7 separate regions of the Mus musculus genome follow, and regions 2, 3, 4, 5, 6 and 7 are each linked to region 1. The links are chromatin contacts, called in public HiChIP or PLAC-seq, capture Hi-C and promoter capture Hi-C maps. All regions are on one chromosome and are shown on one strand. Each heading gives the region's core, a stretch centred on a gene start, on an enhancer-like site or on the middle of the called end of the contact. The rest is flanking DNA. Distances are from core to core; before and after follow the strand shown. Region 1 holds the start of Cops3 (COP9 signalosome subunit 3). Region 2 holds the start of Dhrs7b (dehydrogenase/reductase (SDR family) member 7B). Region 3 holds the start of Shmt1 (serine hydroxymethyltransferase 1 (soluble)). Region 4 holds the start of Llgl1 (LLGL1 scribble cell polarity complex component). Region 5 holds the start of Arf1 (ADP-ribosylation factor 1). Region 6 overlaps Drc3 (dynein regulatory complex subunit 3). Region 7 holds the start of Wnt9a (wingless-type MMTV integration site family, member 9A).

Evidence for each region. Promoter capture Hi-C pulls out the DNA fragments that hold promoters and counts their contacts. HiChIP or PLAC-seq counts read pairs in DNA pulled down with a chosen protein or histone mark. Capture Hi-C pulls out chosen DNA fragments and counts their contacts.
Region 2: a contact with region 1 is called in a promoter capture Hi-C map of pre-B cells, with 3 times the contacts expected there. The contact joins the promoter of Dhrs7b here to the promoter of Cops3 in region 1. A contact is called at or near these places in 2 of 39 promoter capture datasets (embryonic stem cells and pre-B cells), 2 of 484 Hi-C or Micro-C datasets (B cells and liver), 3 of 115 datasets of contacts at active chromatin or transcription factors (bone marrow-derived macrophages, large pre-B cells and pancreatic cancer cells) and 1 of 9 other capture datasets (adipose tissue).
Region 3: a capture Hi-C map of macrophages shows a contact between it and region 1, with 7 times the contacts expected there. The contact joins the promoter of Shmt1 here to the promoter of Cops3 in region 1. A contact is called at or near these places in 1 of 39 promoter capture datasets (pre-B cells), 1 of 484 Hi-C or Micro-C datasets (liver), 1 of 115 datasets of contacts at active chromatin or transcription factors (pro-B cells) and 1 of 9 other capture datasets (macrophages).
Region 4: an H3K27ac HiChIP or PLAC-seq map of embryonic stem cells shows a contact between it and region 1, with 4 times the contacts expected there. The contact joins the promoter of Llgl1 here to the promoter of Cops3 in region 1. A contact is called at or near these places in 1 of 39 promoter capture datasets (erythroid cells) and 2 of 115 datasets of contacts at active chromatin or transcription factors (embryonic stem cells and pancreatic cancer cells).
Region 5: a contact with region 1 is called in an H3K27ac HiChIP or PLAC-seq map of extraembryonic endoderm stem cells, with 2.8 times the contacts expected there. The contact joins the promoter of Arf1 here to the promoter of Cops3 in region 1. A contact is called at or near these places in 3 of 39 promoter capture datasets (cranial neural crest, liver and pre-B cells), 1 of 484 Hi-C or Micro-C datasets (embryonic stem cells) and 4 of 115 datasets of contacts at active chromatin or transcription factors (bone marrow-derived macrophages, extraembryonic endoderm stem cells, large pre-B cells and 1 more).
Region 6: a contact with region 1 is called in a promoter capture Hi-C map of hippocampal neurons, with 2.5 times the contacts expected there. The contact joins the enhancer-like site here to the promoter of Cops3 in region 1. A contact is called at or near these places in 2 of 39 promoter capture datasets (cranial neural crest and hippocampal neurons), 5 of 115 datasets of contacts at active chromatin or transcription factors (astrocytes, bone marrow-derived macrophages, embryonic forebrain and 2 more) and 1 of 9 other capture datasets (embryonic stem cells).
Region 7: an H3K27ac HiChIP or PLAC-seq map of the NIH/3T3 cell line shows a contact between it and region 1, with 5 times the contacts expected there. The contact joins the promoter of Wnt9a here to the promoter of Cops3 in region 1. A contact is called at or near these places in 2 of 39 promoter capture datasets (liver and pre-B cells), 2 of 115 datasets of contacts at active chromatin or transcription factors (the NIH/3T3 cell line and large pre-B cells) and 1 of 9 other capture datasets (macrophages).

What each region holds. Positions count from the first base shown.
Region 1 is chr11:59,838,160-59,841,523 of GRCm38.p6, forward strand. It overlaps Cops3 (COP9 signalosome subunit 3), which reads right to left and starts at 1,608. Exons shown (of 12, transcript NM_011991.1): 1 at 1,511-1,608. The coding sequence starts at 1,565.
Region 2 is chr11:60,828,803-60,832,166 of GRCm38.p6, forward strand. Dhrs7b (dehydrogenase/reductase (SDR family) member 7B) reads left to right here and starts at 1,829. Exons shown (of 7, transcript NM_145428.2): 1 at 1,829-1,929. The coding sequence starts at 1,910.
Region 3 is chr11:60,809,538-60,812,901 of GRCm38.p6, forward strand. Shmt1 (serine hydroxymethyltransferase 1 (soluble)) reads right to left here and starts at 1,728. Exons shown (of 12, transcript NM_009171.2): 1 at 1,367-1,728.
Region 4 is chr11:60,697,943-60,701,306 of GRCm38.p6, forward strand. It overlaps Llgl1 (LLGL1 scribble cell polarity complex component), which reads left to right and starts at 1,758. Exons shown (of 21, transcript NM_001159404.2): 1 at 1,758-1,999. The coding sequence starts at 1,919.
Region 5 is chr11:59,226,768-59,230,131 of GRCm38.p6, forward strand. It overlaps Arf1 (ADP-ribosylation factor 1), which reads right to left and starts at 1,500. Exons shown (of 5, transcript NM_007476.3): 1 at 1,406-1,500.
Region 6 is chr11:60,383,442-60,386,805 of GRCm38.p6, forward strand. Drc3 (dynein regulatory complex subunit 3) reads left to right here. Exons shown (of 14, transcript NM_029044.2): 10 at 773-904. Among named protein-coding and RNA genes, the nearest start is that of Drc3, 32 kb to the left of the region's middle. Within about 2 kb of position 1,845, at least 66 of the 459 cell types and tissues checked have an H3K27ac peak or open chromatin away from gene starts, as enhancers often do. A contact at or near this core is called in embryonic forebrain, forebrain and hippocampal neurons, where this site is marked.
Region 7 is chr11:59,305,439-59,308,802 of GRCm38.p6, forward strand. Wnt9a (wingless-type MMTV integration site family, member 9A) reads left to right here and starts at 1,492. Exons shown (of 4, transcript NM_139298.2): 1 at 1,492-1,629. The coding sequence starts at 1,535.

The DNA of each region.
Region 1 (3,364 bases), core at 358-2,857:
GAACACCTTAAGGATCTAAAGACAGTCCACATGAATAGGAATACTCACCCATGCGCCATGCAGTCTATTTATTCACATAGATGGCACTGTGTTGTGTACACTATTAAGCATCTTTCTGCTATTTAATGATGACCTCAGATTCCTTTTCAGTTTGCAAAAAGTATATGCACTTTTCTTCCCACAGCTGCATAGGAATCCATTTGTACGGCTGTGCTGTAATTGTCTAATTTTAATTTTCTGTGTCTGTATGTGGTTATGTGCATGTAAGTGAAGGTGCGTGAAGAGACAGAAGAGGATGTTAGGTTTTGGGTCCCTTGAAGCTGGTGTTACAAGGGGTTGGGTGTCCACTAACAATGCCAGGAACTGAACTCTGGTCCTCTGAAAGAGTAGTACATGCTGAGAGCTGTTCTCCAGCTCCACTTAATTAACTTATTTAGAGACAAGGTTCTCATTGTGTAATGCTGGCTGGCCTTGAACTCAAGAGATCCACCTAACTCAGCCTCCAGAGTTAGGGGACTAAAGGAGTGCACGCCTATGCTCACTCCTTACTTAACTAGTCCTACCTGTATCGTATGGATGAATGACTTATTTAAAGAAAAAAAAAAATCACTCACAGGTGTCTATCTGGCCTGTGAGCTTAAGTCTATCACTGACAAGGAAAACGAGAATTACCATTTATTTTGCATGGTGTCATCATTTAAACCTTACAAGAGTTAGGTGGACAACTACCCGGACACACCTCATACCTCTCTTTTTCTACAGATGAAGAAACGAGCCTAACCTCACGGAATTTCCACATGTCAAAAGCATTTCTAACATGCTTTCTCCACTCCATTCCCTTAACTCTATTAAAGAGAGGTCACATTCTTCTGGCTCAAGATTATGGGTGTGTTCAAGTGACGAGATGAATGGACCAGACGGTATGCAAATTAAGGGGGGGAAATAAAGTAACAACTGTACGCCCTAGAGATGTAGTCCGACTACTGAAAGCTCCCTTGGAGCTCGGTTCGACCAAAATAGGGGCGGAGGATTCCGAGCGTGCGCCGCTGGCCAGCCAAGACTCACGCCTTCTAGCCAAGGAGCCTAGAAAAGACTCCCCTCCAGCCGCTAGAAGGGCCTGGTGGGGGCGGGGGGGCAGACCGGCAGGACGGACAGGACGCTAGACCAATCACCAAAAAGCAGTGATGGCCAAGGGACCAATGGGTGCTCCGGAATGCCCCTACCGGAAGTCACGCCCCCAAACTGTCAAGCGGCGCCCCGTGGCTGGGGCCCGGAGGGGGGGTGCTGGAGGGGGAGGGGAAGGAAAGTCTCCGGGGCCCGAGGCAGGGGAAGGCGACGGCAAGGACGACGGCGCACGACAGCACGAGGACTGCTCCCCTCGGCCGTGCGCTCCTACCCTAAGCACCAAGGCTTGAGCAGGTCCAGGGGGAGAGGCTAGAGAGCGAAGGGCGGTCCCAAATCCGCACCGGTGCCAGGGCATACCGGGCCAGCTCTGCGGCCCAGGCCTCACCTTGAGCTGAGAGCTGTCGGACACTGTTCACGAACTGCTCCAGAGCAGACGCCATGTTTCCCCCCGCTGGTGGCCCGAGCAACAGAGGTAAGCTCGCGCGGGAAAAAGCGACTGCTCTAGGAGGAGGGGCCCGGCGACCCACTAAAGCCTGGAGGCAGGTTGTGTCACTTCCGCCGGCCAAGCGCCGCGAGATCTTACCTGGCTGAGGCACCCCCTCCTGTCTCCATGGAAACAGTTCCGCTAGTCGCCGGAAGTCAGGTCCCCTCCCTCGCCTTTCATTGTAGTGCACTTGGGAAATCTCGTCTCATGTTAAATGGAAATAACGAAGAAAGGAAAGAATAACACTTAAGCACAAAATTTCTGGGCCCAGTTTTGCTTAGAATGACTGAACATTATTTTAAACCTAGCCACATACTTCCGACACGGCTCCATTGCCACTTCCGGAACATGTCACTAGAGAGCCATACTTTCTTCCAAAGGCAAGGGAAAATGACTCCTTTTGAAGGATGGGGAACTCGTTTTATAAGTTCCTAGGAATGGTGGCTTTTATCTAACGACCAGAAACCCTTCTGTATCTGAGGTTGTGCTCATTTCTGAACATACACAATGCCTGAGAACTAACAGCTTAGTGCTGGACAGTTTCCCAAGTCAAAGTGTAACATTAGGAAGGTTTTGAATTCTAAAGCTGAAAATTAAACACCAAGCAATTCCTCGGATTTCCAGGCTCCCCAGGTCTAGACTGAAGCAGTGATTTTTCTCATTCCATCTTTGGTTTCTTATATGACCATCATCTATCTGTAACAGTTAAACTCAGGTTAAACTTTCCCTCTGAAGCAAGCTCGGTAATCTAAGGCTAAGGGGTTCTGATAGATAGCACAGCACACTTTAGGTTCCTGCTTGGCTCGGAACTAATTTCTTTCCTAGGATTTCTAGTGCTGTAGCAAAGATGAGAAAAAGGTTACTTTGTATCACTTCATAAGATGAATGAAAGGCCTCAGGCAATGAGGCTTTAGAGGGAGACTCTTGAAAGCAACCGGGATCCAGGGTGTTAGTGTTACCGCTCTAAGGGGCAAGTTTTCCCTAATACAAGTGTTGCAGTTCCGAGGGGGCAATGCCAATGAATGTGTTACAGCTCCGGAAAGACTTCTCCAATGGAAGTATTACAGCTCTGAGGGGAGAGGTTGCTTGTGTGTAAGTGTGACAGCTGAAGGGAAAGTTATCCTGGCAGTCTGGAGCCAAGGAATGCCACAAAGTCACATGGCACATCAAACGTCACTCAAGAGATTGGGAGAGATAACAGAGGGTGCTGCCTCTCCTGGGAGAAGCAGCAGGGAATTGGTGAGGAGACAGGCTTATACAGAGTTTCATGGGGAAGGAGTTTTCCAGGGTAAAGATTTCCACGGTGAGGATTAGTGAGATTTCAAGCCAAACTCAAAGACTGGTGAGAGTTTGTGCTCAGGGATTCGTAGGTTTTGGAGCTGAGGAATTGGTGGGTTGGTGACAGGAAACGGTCACCAACAAGGATATTTAACCAGATTATAGGTTCCTGGTTTACAGTTGGAGATGGCACTACCCTCTGGAGGAATACTGCTTTATCTTCATCCTTCCAAGTGGTCAATGAACCACAGCTCCAAAGGGGGCAGAAACACCAGTACTAGTGGCATATCTAGTCATAACAAGAACTCTTTGCACACGTACTCACCAGTAAACCTCTATCTTGTTCCCAATATAGACCCACATATGGTTCTCTATAAGTTGACCGGGCATTACTATGGTCAAAGGGACTTTAGGGGTTGGACATCCCATTCTTTTGCTCATATAGCATCTTCATCTGTGGTCAAGCGGGTGGGCAAC
Region 2 (3,364 bases), core at 579-3,078, 990 kb after region 1:
AAAAGTTCAGTTTCTTATTAAAAACATATGCTTTTCAATTTTCATTCTTGTGCTACGGATAAAACTGAGTGCATTGCATATGCTTACAAGTACTCTAACATTGTGCTATATATTCTAGCCCAAAGCTAGTGCTTTTTGACAGAAACCTGGACTTCTAAGTACCTTAAGAGTCTGAATCCTATTTCCATTTTCCATTTAAGCTGGCTTCCTTGGACAATACTTTGGCAGGATAATCTTATGCCTTTTTGCTATTGGCAGATGGATGTGGAAGTCTGTAAATTCCACTTGTCCTTCACTGACACCTAGAGGAACTCTTTGTTACTATTTGGTACAAATGGAAGTCCAGACTTCTAATAAGTCTCCATTGACACTGGGAGGGGAAAGAGTGTTTAGTTATTGCTCTCTGCATGGCCTCTTTTCACACGTGGGAAGTGGTCTTGTCAGTGAGGGATGGAATTCCGACTCAACTCTCTACTTGGCTTCAGCTTACACAGAGAAGGGTGTGTGTCTGTGTGACTCCTTACACTTAAGTGGGGGTGGAAAGAGGAGGCTAGAGAGAATGGAGGAGAGTATGCCCAAAGTACATTATAAACTTGCATGAAATATCTTTATGCAAGCTCCTCTCATCTACAATAAACAGTCAATAATGAACATACAATAAATTTGCTGAGCAATAGTGGCTCATGCCCTTAATCCCATCACTCAGAAGGCAGAGGCAGGCAGATCTCTGAGGCCAGCCTGGTCTACAGGGTAAATTCCAGGACAACTGGGACTACACAGAGAGACCCTGTCTTGAAAAACTAAGATAATAATTTTTTCTGCAAACTTTGTATCTTTTGAAATAAAATTTATTTCCAGCTATATGTATTACAAATTGTATTGCTTATACACTCTCTTGTGTTGTTGACGTTGTTGTTATAATTATTATCTTGAGACAAGGTCTCTCTCTGTAGTCCTGGGTGTCCTGAAACTCGCGATGTAGACCAGGCTAGTCTTGAACTCACAGCACTTGGAAGGCAGAGGCTGGCAGATCTCTGTGAGTTCGAGGTCAGCCTGGTGTAAAGAACGAGTTCCAAGACAGCCAAGGCTACATAAAGAAAGCACTGGTCTCAAAAACCCAAAAAGAGGCGGGGTGAGGGGGAGAAAGAAAGAAAGAAAAAGAATAAAGAAAGTTCCTAGACTTAGCACTATTAATAGTATTAATATTACATGTAATAGTGACATATATGTATGTATATATATGTATATATGTACACATATGTATTTATGTATATATGTATGTATGTATATAATGTATGTATGTAATATATATATATACATATATATATATATATATATATATATATATATATATATATAATAGTAATACTAGAATAGTACGTTCCTAGTTGTGTTAAATGTGGCTCCTTGTTGGAAGGAAAAGTGACTACTTATGTGTAGGTCTGTTTCTAACCTCCTTAAAAAACAAAAACAAAAACCGAGCCCCCTCTCCCCATCTTTGTAACAACATCACATCGCCGTTTATAATAATCTTGGCAACTGTAGCATTTATTTTTGCTTTTTGAAGCAGTGTCATGCAGCCTAGCCCAAAGGGGACCTTGTATTCCTGAGCTGCCTCCCTTCATTTCTCAAGTACTCGGATAACAGCCATATGCCATCAAACTCAGCTTTGCAGAGCAAGTTCAGTTTTTTCTGAAAACCGATGGAACCCAAACCACTACTTAGAATTTTCCTCCGGAAGATTTACGGTATAGGACTTAAGCAGACTGACGTCATTTAGACCGCAAAGGCTAAACTCTACCTCTGTTGGGCGCATCTTCAGAGCGCATGTGCTTCCCGAGTATTGTGATTGGACGGAACCAAGCTGCATTTCGTCAATTCCGAGGCGGGAGCATGAAGTTGATTGACCATGATCTCTCCGTCCTTTAGGTAAAGGCTAGGGATGTTGCAACCTCTTGGTGAGTGGAAATGAGGACGGTGTCCTGTCTAAAGCGGAGGCGCGGGGTACATCTGCTTTAAGTGACTGAGTGAGGCTGAGCACGTTCTGGGGAGGCTGTGGATCCTGATAGCTTCCGGTTCCCCGCGGCGCCCCACAGTGAAGGAAGCAGGGTTCAGGCACTCCGCCCCGGCACGCTCATCGCGGAGATCACCTGGTCTCTGTGTGTGCGTTTCAGGGTCTGGAGCCTAGAGCGCGCAAGGTCGCGTGTGCATAGCTACTGTGGCATGACCCCAGTGGCACTCCTGCCCGGGGATGGTTAGGAGATCTGGGTTTTCGGAAAGGGCGAGCAAGATTCTGACTTTGGAACATCCATGAGAACAGCTTTCTTAGATTAGACACTTCCAACCCTAACTGTGCCGGTTAGCAGGTGCAACTGTGGGTGGATGCCTTAAACATTCAGCGACCGTTTCTTCAGTTAAAACTTTAGAAATATGGCAGTAGTGAAGAGTAAATAAGTTTTTGCTTGCAAGGGCTTAGCTAGTGGCTACATGTACTCAACACATGGTACTCATACATTACTCTCAGTTCATTAGCCTTTAGTATAGTGATTTGAGAGTTAATACATACGCCTTTCCACACAAACACTTGCACTAGCTCTCAGGTGGGTATTTACTTTTGTTATTTTTCCTTTTTATGCGATATTTTATTAAATGTCTTTACAGGACAACAGCCAGCCTCCAGACACAGCTGCTAAGACCCTGTAGGCACTGACTGGGACATGTTAGTTGGCTCTGGCTTCCCACCTTTTTGTTCTGAGATGGTGGTGGTGGGCAGGATCTCATGTTTGGGATCCAGGATGCTCACATGGTCAAGCAGAGGGTTGAAGGGCTGACCTTAACACTTGGGTGCCAGGGCAGCATGATCTTTAGTGCCCAGCACATCCTGTCTGAGCAATACACAGTGCAGGCAATGTCAATACAGTAACTAAAAGAGTCTCCACTGTGCATATCCACAGCCTTCATTGGCCCTCTGTCCTTAGAGCTTCCCATAACCCACAGCCTTGGAAGCCCTTGGCCCCACTGTAGCTGTCTTTAGATACACCAGAAGAGGGCATCAGATCACATTACGGATGGTTGTGAGCCACCATGTGGTTGCTGGGAATTGAACTCAGGACCTTCGGAAGAGCAGTCAGTGCTCTTAACTAATGAGACATCTCTCCAGCCCCGTACTTACTACTTTTAGTGGAATTGCCTGTAAAGACTTTTCAGTCTTGTAACCCTGTAGGGGTAGTGGAAAGCTTTAGAGAAGTAGCAGGTGGCAAGGGACCCCTTAGTGATAAGGTTTGAATTAGGCATCAAGACCTACTTGTTTTAGAAGTGCAGGAAGGGAAACTAACTGGAGTACCCACCACTATCTGTCTATTGT
Region 3 (3,364 bases), core at 478-2,977, 970 kb after region 1:
CTTCAAGGAGCTCAAGAAGCTTAGTGTATACTTGATTGATTGATTGATTGATTGATTGATTGATTTTAAAGACAAGGTTTCATGTAGCCCAGGCAGGCACAGAACTGGCATAGCAGAGAAGAGCCTGAAAGTTCTGGCCCACCCACTTCAGGAGTCCTCAGCTTATAGGCACGCCTCAGCACATTTAGTTTCATGGGATGCTGGACTGAACCCAGCTCCCTGCATTCCAGGCAAGCTTTCTACCAACCAAGCTGCTTTCCCAGGCCTAGCCTCAGTCAGGTATTTAATAGTTTTCAACAACAACAACAAGGTCTCCATATAGAACTATCCTGGAATCACTATGTAGACCATGCTGGCACTGAACTCTGCCTACTTCTACCTCTTTGTCTGCTGGGTGGGATTAAAGGCCATACACCACAATACCCAGGCCAGGGCATTAGTTTTATGTTTTTAGAGAGGGTTTTTCTATGTAGACCAGGCTGGCCTTGAATTCACAGAGATCTTCCTGCGTGTGCCACCACCACTCCTGGCTTACTTAGGGCTTACTTAGGAAGAAGATCTTCACACTATAGACTTTTGATTATTTTGTTTTCCAAGACAGGGTCTCTCTGCAGAGCCCTGGCTGCTGAACTGTCGTTTTTGAGCTAACTTTGGGGAAAACATACAGCATTTCCTTATTACTGTCTATAGGTCTGCCAAAGTCCATACCCACGTGTTAGGCTGTAATGGGGACAGGAACAGTGCGAGTCTCTCTGTGCCCTGCTTTATAAAGAGAGGAGGCTCTCAAAGGCCTTGGAGTGGCTTTAACTAAGGTCATATAACAGAGGCAGAATGTGAACTCCTGTTTACTTTTGGTGCTTCCCAGAATCCTGGGTAACACAATTACTCACCTCCATTCAATTTCCCCTCAAGGAAGAAATTTTAAATGTATTCTGTACGGAGCCTAAACTGGTGTTTCTGGTCCAGCAACTGCCTGGCTCAATTAAACACATTTGTGCTTGCTTCAGCTAACCAAAGGTCACCTAACTTCCAGACCTTGAAATAGAGGCACTGGGCTAAGAACGCTACAAGCCAACCTGTCCCCTAGATAGAGTAACGCACTGCAGATAATCAGGGTTGTACTAGTAAATCAAAAGCAGTGATTACAGACAAACCTCGGAAGCTTCGTTAACATGTATAAACCAAGGGGTTCCATCCCAGCACCACATGAACCGAGAGCGATAGCTCTTACTGGTGAGGTGGAGGCAGAACCATTAGAAGTTCAAGGTCATCCTTGGCTACACATCAAGTTCGAGGACAGCATGTGTGACACTCACACCTCAAACAAAACAAAAAGAAACAATCGCAAAGATTAGAAATTACATACCTTGTATTAGGAGCGTGGATTTTGTGAAAAGGTTCCAACCCTTGGTGCAGGGTGGCCTCCAGTTCACTTGGTTTCGGGAGCTGGCCGTAAACGTCTGTTCCTCCGGTCTTTATGAAAGGGACTAAACGCGTTGTGGTGGCGCACGCCTTTAATCCCAGCACTAGGGAGGCAGAGGCAAGTGGATCGCCGAATTCCTGGAGAGCGCGCGGAAAGTGACCACAGCAACACCTCCAGCCGGAACCCCGCAGCGGGCTGTCCTAACAGCCCAGCACGTGCTCCGGGAACCAGCCTCCCCACCACGTGACACACCACGTCCGGGGGAAACCCAAACTTGGCGCGCAGAGGCCGGAGCTCCACTAAACTCTCCCCAGCGCAGCCTGGTCCCGCCCCGCCCCTACAGCGGCCCAATCAGTGGGAGCATCCAGGTAGAGCCCGCCCCCAGCTGCCCACGCGCGATTCGCCCGCGCTCAGAGCAGGGCAAAGCCTGACGGAAAAAAAAAAAAAAAAAAAGAGCTCTGAACTGGAGGGGGTGGGAAGGAGGAGGGGACTGGGCGGTTCCTTACCTTGGGACCTGGGACTTTTGGGCAGTATTGCTGATTGTAGGAGTGTTTTGTGATCCAGAAGACCTGGATAGGATTGGGGATCGAGCCTGGTTCGGGTTCAGTTTCCAGTAACTAATGCACAAGTGTCCAGGGGATCTGCCTCCAGAGTTCTAGGATTAAAAGTATGTGCTACCATGCCTGACATAAATAGATCTTTTTTTTTTTTTTTTTTTTTGGTTTTTTGAGACAGGGTTTTTCTGTCTAGCCCTGGCTGTCCTGGAACTCGCTCTGTAGACCAGGCTGGCCTCGAACTCAGAAATCCACCTGCCTCTGCCTCCCAAGTGCTGGATTAAAGGCGTGCGCCACCACCGCGGGTCCTGGTGTCAGCCCACAGTAATCCCTATCTCAAATAAATAAGTAAACAAAAAAACAAACAAGACAAACAAAAACCCAGCTGGCATGACCAGAACTCTACAGGCTTTGGCAGAGGGATCTTGAGACAGAGGGCAACCTGACTAAATACCAAGATTCAGGCTAGCTGGCTGTCTCAAATATTAAAATGAGGCTGGCTGTGTGGCTCGGTGTTAGAGAGCCTGCTTAGCCTAAACAAGAGTTTGCGTTGTTTGTGTTACACACGCTAGTAAAAACGAATGAAGCAAATCATATTGCCATGGGGCTAGAGAGATGGATCAGTGGTTAAGAGCATTTGTTGCTTTTGCCGAGGTCCTGAGTTCAATTCCCAGTACCCACATGGGTGGCTCACAACCATTTATACCTTCAGTTCCAGGGGCTCTGATGCACACTTCTGACCTCTGTGGCCAATGCATGCATGTGGTACACACATACATGCAGACAAACACTTGCATATATAAATAAAATAAATTTTTAAATATATATTATTGCCATGTGTGCATAAAAATATAAAAATACATTGTTTAGTAACAAAATTAATTTAAAATGATAAGATTTAAAAAATCATTTTAGAGTCAGGAGGTAGTAGTGCAGCCTTTAGTCCCAGCCCTCAGAAGGCAGAGGCAGGCAAAAGGGTGTTAAATCCCCTAGAACTGGAGTTATAGTTGGCTGTGAACCACCACAAGGGTTCAGAGAACAGAACCTTGGCCCTCTGCAAGAGCAGCAGTGCTCTTACCCACTGAGCCATCTCTCCAGCCCCTAATTTAAAAAAAAATAGATTTAAATAATAAAAATAAAAACAAAACCCCACAGGGCTGGAGAGATGGCTCAGCAGTTAAGAGCACTGCTGCTCTTCCAGAGGACCTGGGTTCAATTCCCAACACTCACATGGCAGCTCACAACAATCCGTACTCCAGTTCCAGGGGATTTAGCACCTTCGTATACATACAGGTAAAGTGTAACTTTGACAATATGTTCTCATTCTCTGGCTGATTCTGACTTCACCTGTGTCTAACTTGTTCTCTCTCTGCAACCTGTCTCTCTC
Region 4 (3,364 bases), core at 508-3,007, 860 kb after region 1:
ACTGTGTCTTCAGGCACACCAAAAGAGGACATCTGATCTCATGAGCCACCATGTGGTTGCTGGGATCTGAACTCAAGACCTCTGGAAGAGCAGTCAGTGCTCTTAACCACTGAGCCATCTCTCTAGCCCCTTAAAAGTCATTCTTTTTTGTTGTTGTTTTGTTTTTTGAGACAGGGTTTCTCTGTGTAGCCTTGGCTGTCCTGGAACTCACTCTGGAGGCCAGGCTGACCTCGAACTCAGAAATCTGCCTGCTTCTGCCTCCCAAGTGCTGGGATTAAAGGCGTATGCCACCACTGCCCGGTAAAAGTCATTCTTATTGGCTATCAAACAACAGAAGTTATTTGTTGCTGTTTTGTTGTCTGGTGTTTGGGGTTTTTTGTTTGTTTGTTTTGTTTTTGTGACTGCAGTGTAAAATTTCTGGGGATTGGTTACTTGGGTAACCTAATAAACTTTTACTGCAGAGATGAGGGTAGAGAAAGCTGGTGCTGAGGTAGAGCATGTCCTGAGCATTTGCAAGGTTGAAATCCAACATGGGGTAGCACAAGGACTGTAGCCTAGGCCTCTGAGTTGCTTCTGATCATGACTTGTGTGGGGCTGATCTTGGTCTGTGTTGGCTGCCACTGTTTCTTCCTCTGTGCATCTGGGGTGATATCACTTTAAAATTGTGTGGTATCTGTGCCTCTCTCAGTGAGCTCTTAAAATCATTAAGCGTGTTGAGATCAGGAGGGGCCCTTTGCTGTCTAGCCAACCACTTTAGCTACAGCTCGGGAAAGAGCTGTGAGTCCTGAGCCCCAACTCCCAGGGCGGGTTGAGCAACGCTGGTCGTGGGCAGTTTGGAGGTAGCTAGGTCCCTGTTGCTGCAGTGCAGCTGCCTGAGGGTTAAGGGTCAACGCCTCCTCTCTTGACAAAGATGGGAGGACAGGGGCTTGGCCCGCTTAAACTCCTGGGATCTCTCCCAACACTGAGTCCCTCAGCTAGCAGGAAAAGGTTCAGCCTAGAGGCCATTGTCCAGAAGAGAAAAGTCTCGGGAGGTGGGTGGGACAGGAAGAAAGCGGGGGCGGGGCGCAGCTTTGTTCTCGGAGTTCCCTGTAGGGATGGGGGAAACAAGGGGAGAAGCTGTATCCAGCCCGCTCCTGTTCAGCCCTACGTGCCTGCCACCTCCTGCAGCCCTCCGCCCCTTTTCTTTGCCTCGCGTCCCTCTCAAGGATCTTCTGAGCCGGTGCAAACCGAAGTTCTTTGTGTTGGGTCATGAATAATAACTCTCAAGGAATTGAGATTTTCTTTTTTTTTTTTGAGACATAGTTTTACAATGTAGCTTTTGACTGGCCTGGAACTCAGAGAGATCTGCCTGCCTCTGCTTGCCACCTGATTGCCAGAATTAAAGTTATGCACAACCATCGCGGGCTCCTAGAGAGGGGTTCTTCGATAATAGTTGAGACAAAAAGCGTGGTGTGGAATACACACCGGAGGAATAGGCAAAGTAGTGATCCGTGAAAACTGGCCACACAAACTAGATAACAACGGCAAAGATGGGGGAAGTGGGACCGGGAGGGGCTAGAGAATTGTCCCTGGAATTATTAGAATGTTGTTAGCTCAGTCGTGAGTGGAAAACAACCTTTAGCAAACCACAGCCCAGCTTCCCACGGTTGGGACCCACCTTCGGACTACAAGTCCCAGCAGGCCCCGCACCATTGCGCATGCGTGACTGCCCCCCCCCCCCGGCGAGCCCGGCGAGCCCGGGGGCCCCGTCCTCGCCCATTGTCTGGCGAGCAAGGGGCGGCACGGCACGGCGGGCACGCTCACGTCGTGGGTCGGGCGGGCGTCCGTGGCGTCCCGCGCCTCCGTGCAGGCCCCGCCCCGCGCCTCAGGACCGGCGGGGCCGGGCGCATCCCGCGGCGGTGGCGGAGGCGGGCGCAAGATGATGAAGTTTCGGTTCCGGCGGCAGGGCGCCGACCCGCAGCGCGAGAAGCTTAAGCAGGAGCTCTTCGCCTTCCACAAGGTGCGGCGGCGGGGGCGCCGGCGGCTCAGGCGGGCCACATCGGGCCGCCTCTGCCCTGCGAGCGCCGCGCTGCTCGGGTGTGCCTGGTTGGGGTGTCGGGCTGCGCCCCGCGCCGTGCCGTGCGCTTTCGGGCTCCTGGTCTCTGAACCCCTGATATCTCTCCCGGTGTCCCTTGGGCTCAGTGGGGTCCTCCGACCTATCTGCCTTTCGCTCTTGGCCTCTTTTCTTTCATTTTTGGTGTGTAGCCCGGCTCGGCTGAGGGACATTCAGGGCCAGGTTTTGTTTTCTTTAACTCTTAGGCGGGCGAGAGAGGGAAAAGTGGGGGGTGGGGGGGCTGGGAAATCCCTGCGCCTCCACTTTTCTCACCAGGCTCTGCCCTACCTTGGGGTCCCTAGTTCAAGGGATGTGCTGGTCTGTATGCTCAACTGCATTTCAAACCTTAGTGCCTCAGTTTCCCCCGCCATGAAATGAGGCCAGTTTCCCCCTTGTGGATTCTGGATGTCCTTGCGACCCGGCCAGTTCCTGACCTTACTAAAGTTGGAGAGACGAGATACAGAAGAGACCCGGGAAAGGCCTCAGCTCCCACCTAGTCTGCACTGACCAGTATAGAGCCCCACAAGCCTAACTCTTATCTGTACTGGTGGGGCTCTGATTAGATGTTACTTTTATCCCAGAGCCTGTGTGCATCTTGCTGTTGAGGATTCGATTTCTCATTTCCATTACACACGTTAAAAAACAAACAAACAAACAAAAAAAAAAAAACTGAGGTTCAGTAGGGAGAGGGCCGCTTATCTTTCCTTGCCTTGCTGTGTGATAGCAGTGGAGTAGGAGTTTTGAAGCAGCTGCTACTGTCCTGAGTAGAACTTAGGGACCCTGGACTTCTCTTAGGAGGCACTTTCAGGGGGAGACCCTGCCATGGCTCAGTTTTTTCTTGTTGCGATCTCAGCAATGATCAGGGGGTGCCAGGCTTTACAGACACCATAACTAAAGAGCTGCCAGGAGAGGCTTCTCAGATGGGAGCCTCTTTTTGGCTCACCGTGAGGGTGTGCCCCATGAAACAAGAAGAGAGTGGGTTTTAGCCAGTGAATGGGGTGTGTAGTGGGGACCTCCACAGTTGTGATGAGTCTCTGAAGCATGGCTTCCCCTGACTGATGATGCTACAGTGGGTAGGAGTTGAGGAGGGTGAGGCCCGATTTGAGTGGGAAGCAATGATAGGAGATAGGTCATCTTGGGGAACGAGTTTGATTGCCACAGGGGGTGTTAGGAGATCTCTAGAGAATAGTGAGCCCCAGATTCTTGAGTTTGGACTTGTAGTCCAGGGTGACCAGTGGGTATTGGGTTTAAATCCAGCTCAGACCACAAATT
Region 5 (3,364 bases), core at 250-2,749, 610 kb before region 1:
CAGGTAGTAACACAGTGCATCAAATCTCATAGTTTAGGCTATTTCTGCTAGTGCTGCTAAAAGTTCAAAAGTGAGGACACTATAGTCACCTATGTCAGGCACTGTGGATACTGGCTAAGACAGAGGAGAGACACGAGGCCAGCACACAAAGCACCATGGCACCTCACTAGTCTTCTGACAGACACGGCAGAAACCACCAGAATCAGCCTGCAGGAAAAACTGCTGACCACTAGTTGTGAAACAAGAACTACAACAGAAGACTCCAACATGGGTTGTGGCATCAACTACTGGGCTCTCCAATGACTTCTGGGACCAAGAGCAGCTGACCCTTCCTTTCCTGACAAAGCAGCCAGTTGCTGTTTGAATGGGAGAATTCCTTCTTGATGTGAACAGAATCCCTAGCATTTTGCATTTGTTCTATGTAGCTAGACCATACAACATATGTAGCTACCTACACTACAAACTGACATGGCACGACCACCCTAAATGGACAGCCAGAATTGTGTACTGGACCTGGTCTCTGTACCTGCGGACTGCTCAGAGGCCGGGAACGGGTTATTCCATGGGCAGGTTAAAGATTCTCCAATTCAGAATGGCCTTTCTAATCCACCCAAAAGTGCATAAAGGAGCCGGTCAAGAGGCGAAACAAGGCTCAAACCCCTCCGGGGGCCATCGGCACCCCAATGCAGATCTCACCGACGATATTCGGGGCCCAAATCACGGCTAATTGGGGATCACAGTGGGTATTCTGGTATCCCCCGAGATCCGCAAATGCGCGTGTTAAATCCCAGCACCTGGATCCGCAGTTCGGAGCCCCTGTCCGACACCTGTCCCTTTCCCTTCCCCCTTCCTACAACTTCGGTCCTCCAGGCCGACAGGAACCGGACTCGAGAGACAGAAGAGGAAGACCTCGCCACCCGAGTGACCTTGACGTCGTCTCGGGGCCACCCGAGCCTCAGTTTCCCCAAGCCCGCGGTTCATGCCGTATCTGAAGCGGCCGGCTAGCCTTTAAGAAGGAAAACCCCGTGACCCCCCGAACCCTGCTCCCCGCTCCCAGGCTCTCGGGCCGTGGAGCCTAGGAGAGGCGCAGAGAGGAACAGCAGGAAACCTGGCTTCCTGGAGAAGAGCCGGCGTCCTGGCCGGACTTCCGGGCTGCGGCCCGCGGCGGGCGGCCAGGCAGGCGTAAGGGCCGCGGAGTGGGGGAGGGCCAAGCGGCCGTGGGCGACGCGGGACTCCGGGGCGTCCCGATCCTCTGTCCGGCCTGCCGCCGAGCTCACTGAGCATAGACCTCAGGCCGCCCGACCGGACTCGGTCCTTAGCAGCCGCAGCTGAGCGCCCCCTTGACTCCCACGATGACCAGCCCGCGGCCTCCCCAGTTTCGGCCTCAGCGCGCCCCGCGTCTCACCTCCGCGGCGGCTGCTCCCAGCCAGGCGTTGGTTTCGCTCCCACAAGATGGCGGCGCTGACGGCAGCCACGTCAGCGCCTGCCGCGGGGCACGCCGGGGGAAGAGGGCGGGCACGCAGAGGGCCCCGCCCCCACACGGATGGCGCTTGCGCGTCTGCACTTTGTAGCCTTCACGGGGCGGAGCCGAGGTCGCTCTGTTTCCGGATCGGGTCCCGGGCTAGCACTCTGGCTCCCGGCACTAGAACGAGCAAGGGTGTGGTGTATGGAGTTCCGTGTCCGCCGGCGCGTGCGCACGCGCGCCTTCCTGCGGAATTCCAGCCCATTCCGCGGATGCGGGGGTTGAGGCCAGTAAGCGTTCTAGAGCGCCAAGGTCAGAGTGGGAAGGTCGTGTCAGCCCTAGGAGGTGTAATGTCCTTCTCACAGTACCCCAGGGTCTCTGATATTCCAGCTGGGCCCTGGAATTGAAGAGAATGATGTGACCGACAGATGGCCAAAGTGGGAAGAGGCGCAGGCCAAATGTCAGACAAGCACCATGTCTCCACACTGGTCTTGGACCTGTGTGCACGCTCAGAGCTGACTGAGAGGACCAGACACCTGCATGGGCATAGCACTGCCTGAGAGGCAGTGATGGGGTGGCCTCCTTCAGGGTGCAGGTGAGGAGGAATCCGTTAACTCTCCCCATCGATGCAGGAATCAGGCCCAGGCTCTGTCCTCCCTATCCAGTTCTTCCACCCCGTGTGCTGTTGGGAGAAGTCCCACAGGTAGGAGATGTTGAGGGCCCTGGGAGATTCTTTTGAGCCTGGAGCCCTATCTATTGAGTTAGCAGGAGACAGTTCTGTTACCAGGGCCTGCTTCAGCCACTGTTGTGTCCAGGCACAGGGTACAGGGCATCCTCACTGTGTTTGGGGGTTGAGACCTCCAGAGCTTTCTCCCCAGAGTTGTGGGTGCTGAGCCTGGCAGGATTCGATGCAATAGTCACCTTCTTGACCCTAACACATCCCTTTCCATCGCTCAGGGCTCCATTTTCAAATGCTGCTTCTGTAAACGTCTATGGGGGTGCTTGCCTGTTCTCTCTCACCCTCAACACACAGCAAGTGTTTATACAAAGCCTTGGGTGTCGCTGCCTGCCACCAACCCTGGAGAAATGGCAGGACATCTCCTGAGACCTGTGATTCCAGCCATGCCAGAAGCCTGTCTTAGCCTCATGGATAAGTCGACAAAGAGATGGGGTGTCCAGAAAACCGCAGGCTAATAGTCAAGAACCAAACTCCCTTTCTGTACCTAAAAAGGCTAAAATTATGAAAAAATGGAGACAGGGTGGTAGTCATTCTGTTTATTGTAATGTGACCACTGTACATTGTAGTCCCGCTCAAAACATCACTCTGTACCCCGTAAATAATTATTTGTGTCAGTTAAAATTTTAAACAGCCTTTGTAGATATTTAATATCCACATGTGTAATGGATGATACATTTGAAGTGGATACCTACCTAGGCAGGCTCTTCCTACCTCCCCAGGTCAGCTGAAGCCACAGTGAAATTTTCATATTGCACATGAACTTTGAATGTTAAATTGTATATTCACTTAAATATATATAATTTTTCAAGATTTACTTATTTTATCTATATATGTGAGTGTCTATAAATATGTATGTATACCATATGGGTGCCTGGTGCCCAAAAAGTCCAGAAGATCCATTGGAACTGGAGCTACTGATGTTTTGAGTTACTATGCAGTTTCTGGGAACCAAACCCAGTTCCTCTACAAGAGCTGCAGTGGACTTGACCACAGAACCATCACTCCATCCCCAAGTGTGTATTAAAAAGGAAGTTGGACAATTGAACTGAAGAAACTCTTCATACTATTGTCACAGAGGACCCAAGCTCTGTTCCTAGCTCCCAACTGCCCATAACTCCGGTTCCAGGGACTCTGAAGCTTCTGCCTCCACAAGCACGTGCATA
Region 6 (3,364 bases), core at 595-3,094, 550 kb after region 1:
TGTGTAGTTTCTGAGTTTTGGTTTGTGGGCTCATTCCAGCCCCAAACTACAAATCTTAGGCTGGCCTCAAACTCCTGATCCTCTTTCATTTGCTCTCTCTGTCGCACAAGTGCCGGGGTTACACGCATGTGCCATCATGCCTGCTATGAGTCTTTATTTATTTATTTATTTATTTATTTATTTATTTATTTCTATTTTATGTGTACGGGTGTTTTGTCTGCCTGTGTGTCCGTGCCCTGCTTACATGCCTGGTACCCAGAGAGGCCAGAAGAGGGCATCAGAGCCTCAGGAACAGGATTTACAGTTTTGAGCTACCATATGGGTGCTGGGAATTGACCCTAGGTTCTCTGGAAAAGTAGCAAGTGTTTTTACCTGCTGAGCTATCTATTCAGCCCTATGAATCAGTTTTTAAAGCTTGATTTGCACAGACTGCCCCCAACCTTGGCTCCCATCTCTCCCGATAAGAATATCTTCCCTCCTCCTGGCACTGTGAAAGAGGCTGGCCCACAGGAGTTTCATCTTCTTCTTCCAGGGAGGTAAGGGTAGGTCTGAGTGCTCTTTTCATGCTTGCCACTTCCAGGTGCCTTTGTATACAGTGTGCCAGAGCAGCAGGCAGCGTCCCCAGAGCTGTCAGAGCTAGCACATGGCAGGCTGACACTTGAACTTGGCCCTTCACCTCTAGACTCTAAGTTTTTACCCATAAAACCAAATCATCACTTCCTACTACACTGTTAACTACTGAGTCCCCCCAAGTGCGGATTTCTATTTGTAGAACTTAAATGCCATCCGGGAAGAGACTGATCTGTCCAACATCGAGAAGAAGCTGACGGAGTGCACTGAGAGCATCGGTGAGCTGTTCAACACACTCATGATCCTGGAGATGCAGCTGGTGGAACAGCTGGAGGTAGAGTCAGACTAGCATATATCCAGGGGCCCCCGCATGCAGCTGCAGAACCCTGCAAGCACGCCCTCCACAGGCTCCTCTCCCCTGTGTCCAGTGTGACCCAGTGGACACACAGGAGAGGACTGGACAGATGGAGACTGGTGGGTCACTAGCACTCACTGGCCAAATGGCTTAGTAAACATGAAGAGTTCCAGGCCAGCGAGAGAAAAAGGCGAACGGTGCCTGAGGTTGTCCTTTGCCTTCATCCAGGGCCACAGGCACATATAATGTGTACACCCCACCATATAATGAGCATGAGCATGTATACATACTCATATGTGAGTGCATGCACGTGCACACATGCACACACACATGTGCACACACACACACACACACCACAAAATCACCTTTTACCAAAATTATTAAAATACCTTAAAGTCAGGGGCTGGGTATAGCTCAGTGCTTGCTTTGCACAGACAAGGCCCTGGATTCCATCCTCAGCAATGCAAAAGAGAGGGGGTGGGGCGAGGAGGGAGAGGAGACAGGAGGAAAAGGAACACACTGCTCTCTTTGCTGCCTCGGAAAGGATTCTTATGGAGAATGAGAGGTGAACTCAGTCCTCTGAAAATCTCCCCTCCTCCATCCTAAAACAGGCTCAGCAGAGTACAGATTTCTTATTAGACCCAAGGGGAAGTTCAGGAGCTTATAAGACAGGTGGACCTGCACTCGGGAGACAAACAAAGGCTCATCAGTGCCGCAGCCTGTGCCTGCTGTCTCGGGGTGGGCGATGTCGGGAGGCTGCCGCTTGGCCCCAACTTGGGAGAATGAAAAAGCCCAGGCATCTCAAGAGCATCTGTGTGCCAGGGTGACTTGTGTGTGTGCACGCAGCCAGGCTGGGGGCTGGACGCTGCATGATGAATTGGACCTCCTCAGATGCTGCCACAGCCGGGCCAAGAGCCGGTGCCTAATCAATTCCTCACACATCAAATGGCACTTCCTACGCAGAATGGATCTGCTGTCGCACAGCACAGCAGCCGCTCGTTTCCCACTGGGAACTGCTCTGCTCAAGTACTGCAGAAGCAGTGCATGCAGGGGAGGGTTGCTGGGGGCTTCCAGTCCTTTCAAGCAGGGAGATTATTTTCAGTGGCCAAACACTTCTCAGGTTCTTGCTCTCATCCTGGCCATGTTGCCAGTCACCTGGTCACCTGAAGCTGGAAGATTCTAGTCCGTGCTTCCAACAACCTTACTTGTATTCATCAAAATGCTGTGCATGAGCGCGCGCGCGCGTGCACACACACACACACACACACACACACACACACACACACACACGAGAATGGGCTCATTTGTACTGCATACAGACAGGTTTTGGGCTCCTGTGATGCCCTGCATCAGTGCTGAGGCTATGAAGGGTCAGGAAAGCGTCTTCCAGAGGAGGGTTCCTAATCACGTTCTTATTACTCTCTCAACAATATTGAGATTTGTTTTGGCCCCAAGTGCTCTGCTAAGCACTAGGGACAGCAGTTAGTTGTTGGAAGTCTAGGGTGACTGTCAGCACTTACCCAAGCTCCTGGATCTGCCAGATATGTGGTAAATCATTATGCATGATATAGCTCATTTACCCCACTAGCCACCATGGTACTACATAGAAAAACTGTCTCATATGTGAGGAAGTAGAGGCCGAGAGAGATTAAATGAGCTCTCTGGAATAGAGCTGGCTCTCGAAATTGCTCTCCATGGCCCTTGTGGAGAGGATGGGCAGATGCTGCTGAGAGGCCTAGAAGGAAAGGCTTCATTCAGGGGGGAGGGGGTGCGGCCAGGATATTTGGTCCTGGTGGAGGCAGCTACATGGGCAAGAGGCCCAGGACAGGGCTGGCAAGATGGTCCTGCTCAGTGGAGAAAGGTTCTTATCACCAAGCCTGATGACCTCAGTTTGATTCCAGGGACCCGTGTGGTTAAGGAAAGGACAGACTCCAGCAAACTGTCCTCTGACCTACACACGCACACACACACACACACACACACACACACACACACACAGAGAGAGAGAGAGAGAGAGAGAGAGAGAAGTGTAAATTAAAAAAATAAAACAAAACAAAACAAAAAAAACAGCCGGGCAGTGGTAGCTCACGATTTTAATCACAGCACTTGGGAGGCAGAGGCAGGCGGATTTCTGAGTTCGAGGCCAGCCTGGTCTACAGAGTGAGTTCCAGGACAGCCAGGGCTACACAGAGAAACTCTGTCTCGAAAACAAAACAAAACAAAACAAAAACAAACAAAACCACACACACACACACACAAAACAAAAAAAAAAACAAAAACAAACAAAAAACCCACCTAAAACCCAGTGGCAGTAGCCATAGAGATGCTTATTGGTTAAAAGCACTTGTTGCTCTTGCAGAGGGCCTGACTTTGGTTCCTAGAACCCTCATGGCAGCTCTCAAAGTTGGTAGCTCCAGTTCTAGAGGATACAGTGCCTCT
Region 7 (3,364 bases), core at 242-2,741, 530 kb before region 1:
GGCTCGGAGAGGAAGTGATGGGCTCTCCCGACCCCTCACTCAGCCACACACCCACCACATATGGAAGCTTTTCAGTCAGGACAGGGTATATTCACTTGGGTGGTCCACACCCACAGGAGTAACCTGCTTGGCTCTGACCAGTGCGGAGGCTGATGTGATTTTTTTTTTTTCACTCATTTCCTCCTCTGCTTTCCTTTGGAGCCGTGACAGGTGGCTGAGCAGTTGCTGTGCACGGCTAGACAACTCAGCCTCCCAGAGGAGCTCAAAACCCTCAGACTTGGAGGTCTCCCATCCAGAATCAGCCCCTCTAAGTTGAGAAGGCGGTGGCTGGTAAGGAGGTTTGCCTTCCAGGGTGTGGAGCTTGCCCCTGTAAGCCCAGGTCAGGGAGGCACGCTAGTGTTGGAGGTCCCTGGGTTTTGTTAGCTTGGCTCTGGTGTGTGTGTGTGTGTGTGTGTCACTGTCTTGCACAGAAAGTGCGTCTCCAGCACGGAAGGTTGACACGCGGTGGGCATGTGTCAGGATCCAATCACTCGGTCCTATTCTCCAGCACTTTGAATGGTCCCTGAATAAGCCGCCCCTCCCCCAATGTCAGGGGACTCTTAAGCAGTCTATTGGGTGCCCTGGGCAATTGTGTTTCTCTGCGTGTTAGTTAAGGTTTGACTTATAGACAATTCAGTCCACGAAGATGAGTCACAGCTCTGGGCTTTCACACAGACCAGTCACCATCCTGGCCAGCGGTCCCCTTCATCTTCCACCCTGTTTGGGGTATGAGGTCCCTGAGTGTCAGTGATATCTGCAGCTAGTAGTCCAGAAGTCCCTGAGGACCATATTGTCCCATCCTCAGGTCCAAGTCGGCCACAGCACCGGCTCTGCAGAAATGCCTTTTTGGTCTCCCTTGGAGAGGTCGCCTTTCCATTCCTCCAGCTACAGCACCCCAACTTTCAGCAGTGGCTCCCTCTTGGCAACATTGGCCCGCGAGTGGATTCGCGTCCCCCCACGCTCCCGCTCTGTAATCCAGTGGCTAACGTCGCTCCCAAGCCACCCAGTCACTATCCCCTCAAGCACAGTCGTCCAAGTTTCTCGGCTCTTGGATGTCTTTCCCGGCGGCCAACACCCGGTCCCTAACTGTCAGGAGACACCCCGGAGCTCGCACTTGTGTCCTGGCTGCAGACACCTAGCCCCGGGGTCTAACCCTGCTCTGTCTCTCAGTCCCGCCCCATCGCTCCTTCTGGCTCCGTTACTCGACCGGGGTTCCCACCGCGCCACGTGCCCAGCCCTCCCCACAGCGCGCCCCAGGCCCGCCCCGCGAGCCGAGCAGCTCGGCGGCCGCGGCGGCGGCGGCGGGCGCGCAGCTCGGATTTCGGCCCGCCCCCGGCGCCGGCGTGACCCCTCCTCCGGGGCGCGGGCGGGCCGAGCCCAGCTGGCCGGCGCCCCGCCCCGCGGCCGCGGCTGCGGACGCTATAAGAGGGCGGCGGTCGCGGCGCGCCCTGCGCGGAGCCCGGAGCGCGATGGTCTGCCGCCGCGGCGCGGCAAGATGCTGGATGGGTCCCTTCTGGCGCGCTGGCTGGCCGCGGCCTTCGGGCTGACGCTGCTGCTCGCCGCGCTGCGCCCTTCGGCCGCCTACTTCGGGTAGGTGCCCGCGGCGGGCGGCCGCGCGAGGGCGGGCGAGGGCGGCGGGGCCGGACGGGGGCATCGAGCCCGGGGTAGCACTCGCCAGGTGCTCGGCGGGGTACACGGGTGGCTTGGAGTCGTTAGTTGGCAGCGAGCGCGCCTCTCGGTCCGCAGGTCGTTGCCCGCCGTGCGCCCTAGAGGTAGAGGGGCCGGTGTCCCCGACGGGCTTGCGCGGGGCCGCGGTCCACGGTGACTCCCGAGTCGCCGCCGCCGCCTTAGGCCGCGGTGTTCCTGCCAAAAGGCTGGAGCCTCCCTGGCCCCTGCCCACTACCCCCCTTCTCTCCTGGAAAAGTTAATTTAACAACAACAAAAAAACACGTACAAAATCCAGATGTTCCTTGCACTGAGCCCCAAAGGGGAGAAAAAAAACCCTCCAAGCTGGAGAAATTTATTTTTCTTGCGCTTTTTTCTGGCGCTCGCCCGAGCCTGGCCCCGACCTCGGCCCTCGGGAACACGTCTGGGAGACCTGACCCCGGGGGGTAAACGCCGCCGCTGTCCCGCGGGGTCGCCGCCCGCACTCGCCTGTCTATGCGTTAGCAGTTTTGCCGCGTTCTTGGGCGCGTCTCTTCACCTTTGGTTCCTTTCGTCCCTCCCTCTCTACTCGCTTTCCCAGGTTTGGGATGCCTGAACCCAGCGATCTTTAGAGGGACACCCACTGCACTTTGAGTTCTCCAAGGTCCTGGGTGGCACCACGCATGGCAGCGCCCCAGCTTTCTCTGCCCTCCCTGCTTATCACCCTTCTTTCCCCCTCTGGGAGACCTGGGTTAGCCCCTCGGGTCGCAACCCTGGTCCTGGGTGATCTGGACTGCGTCTTGGGCCGCCGCCCTTCGCCGGTCACCTGTTCCCTCGCCCCTGGCTTCAGTGGCCGCTCGCAGCGGTGTGGCCGGCAGAGGGCCCCGTTGGTCTAGGAATCTGGCACCCGCCAGGGCAGGGAGAGGCGGCTGGGCTGAGGAACCCTGCAGGTGTATCCTGTTCTCAAAGAAAATAAAATATTTTCATGGGAAATTTTCCCTTTGTGTTTTTCTTTCTCCTCCTTTCTCCTCCGTCTGTCCATTTCTTCTGGGTTGTCTTCCAGGGTCAGTTCCATGTCTCGGTTCCCAGGGTCTCCCCACCCTGGCTCCCCTGGTCCGACCCCTGGGCCTTGGCCTGGCACGCCCCTGCACGCCATCTGTGCAGCCCTAAGCCTCACCCGCGGGCAAGAGGGAGGGCTGAGGATGGCCGTCTGGCCACAGGTCCGCGGTGAGTCACAGCAGCCCATCAGCCAGCTGTGCCTTCCTCTCTTCTGGCCCAGTCAGGCATCTGACACGCCCTGGGCTTGCGTGAGCGGCCACTTTGCTCCTTCTGGGATCTCTGCTGCTGGCCTTGTGGCCCTGGGATTCAGAACCTACAGGTGATGGGGTTAGAATCCTGGTGGCTGTAATGCCTCCCATCCATCCCTCTCTCTCACCCTCGCTTAGCTGGCTTGATACTTTGCATCTTGGGAAAATTCTCTAGCTTGGCGCCTGAAGGGGTGTTGGAACTCCCGGTTCCGTGGCAGGGTTTAAGTACAGGTCAGCTGGCTCCCAAGCAGATACCGAAGACAATACTGATGTATTGCTATGGCTTGGGTCAGCCTCTACTTAGCTCTCTGTTGCAGAGGACCCATTAAGGAAAGCTGACCATGCCTTTGAGCGCTCCTCTCCTGCAGCTGCCC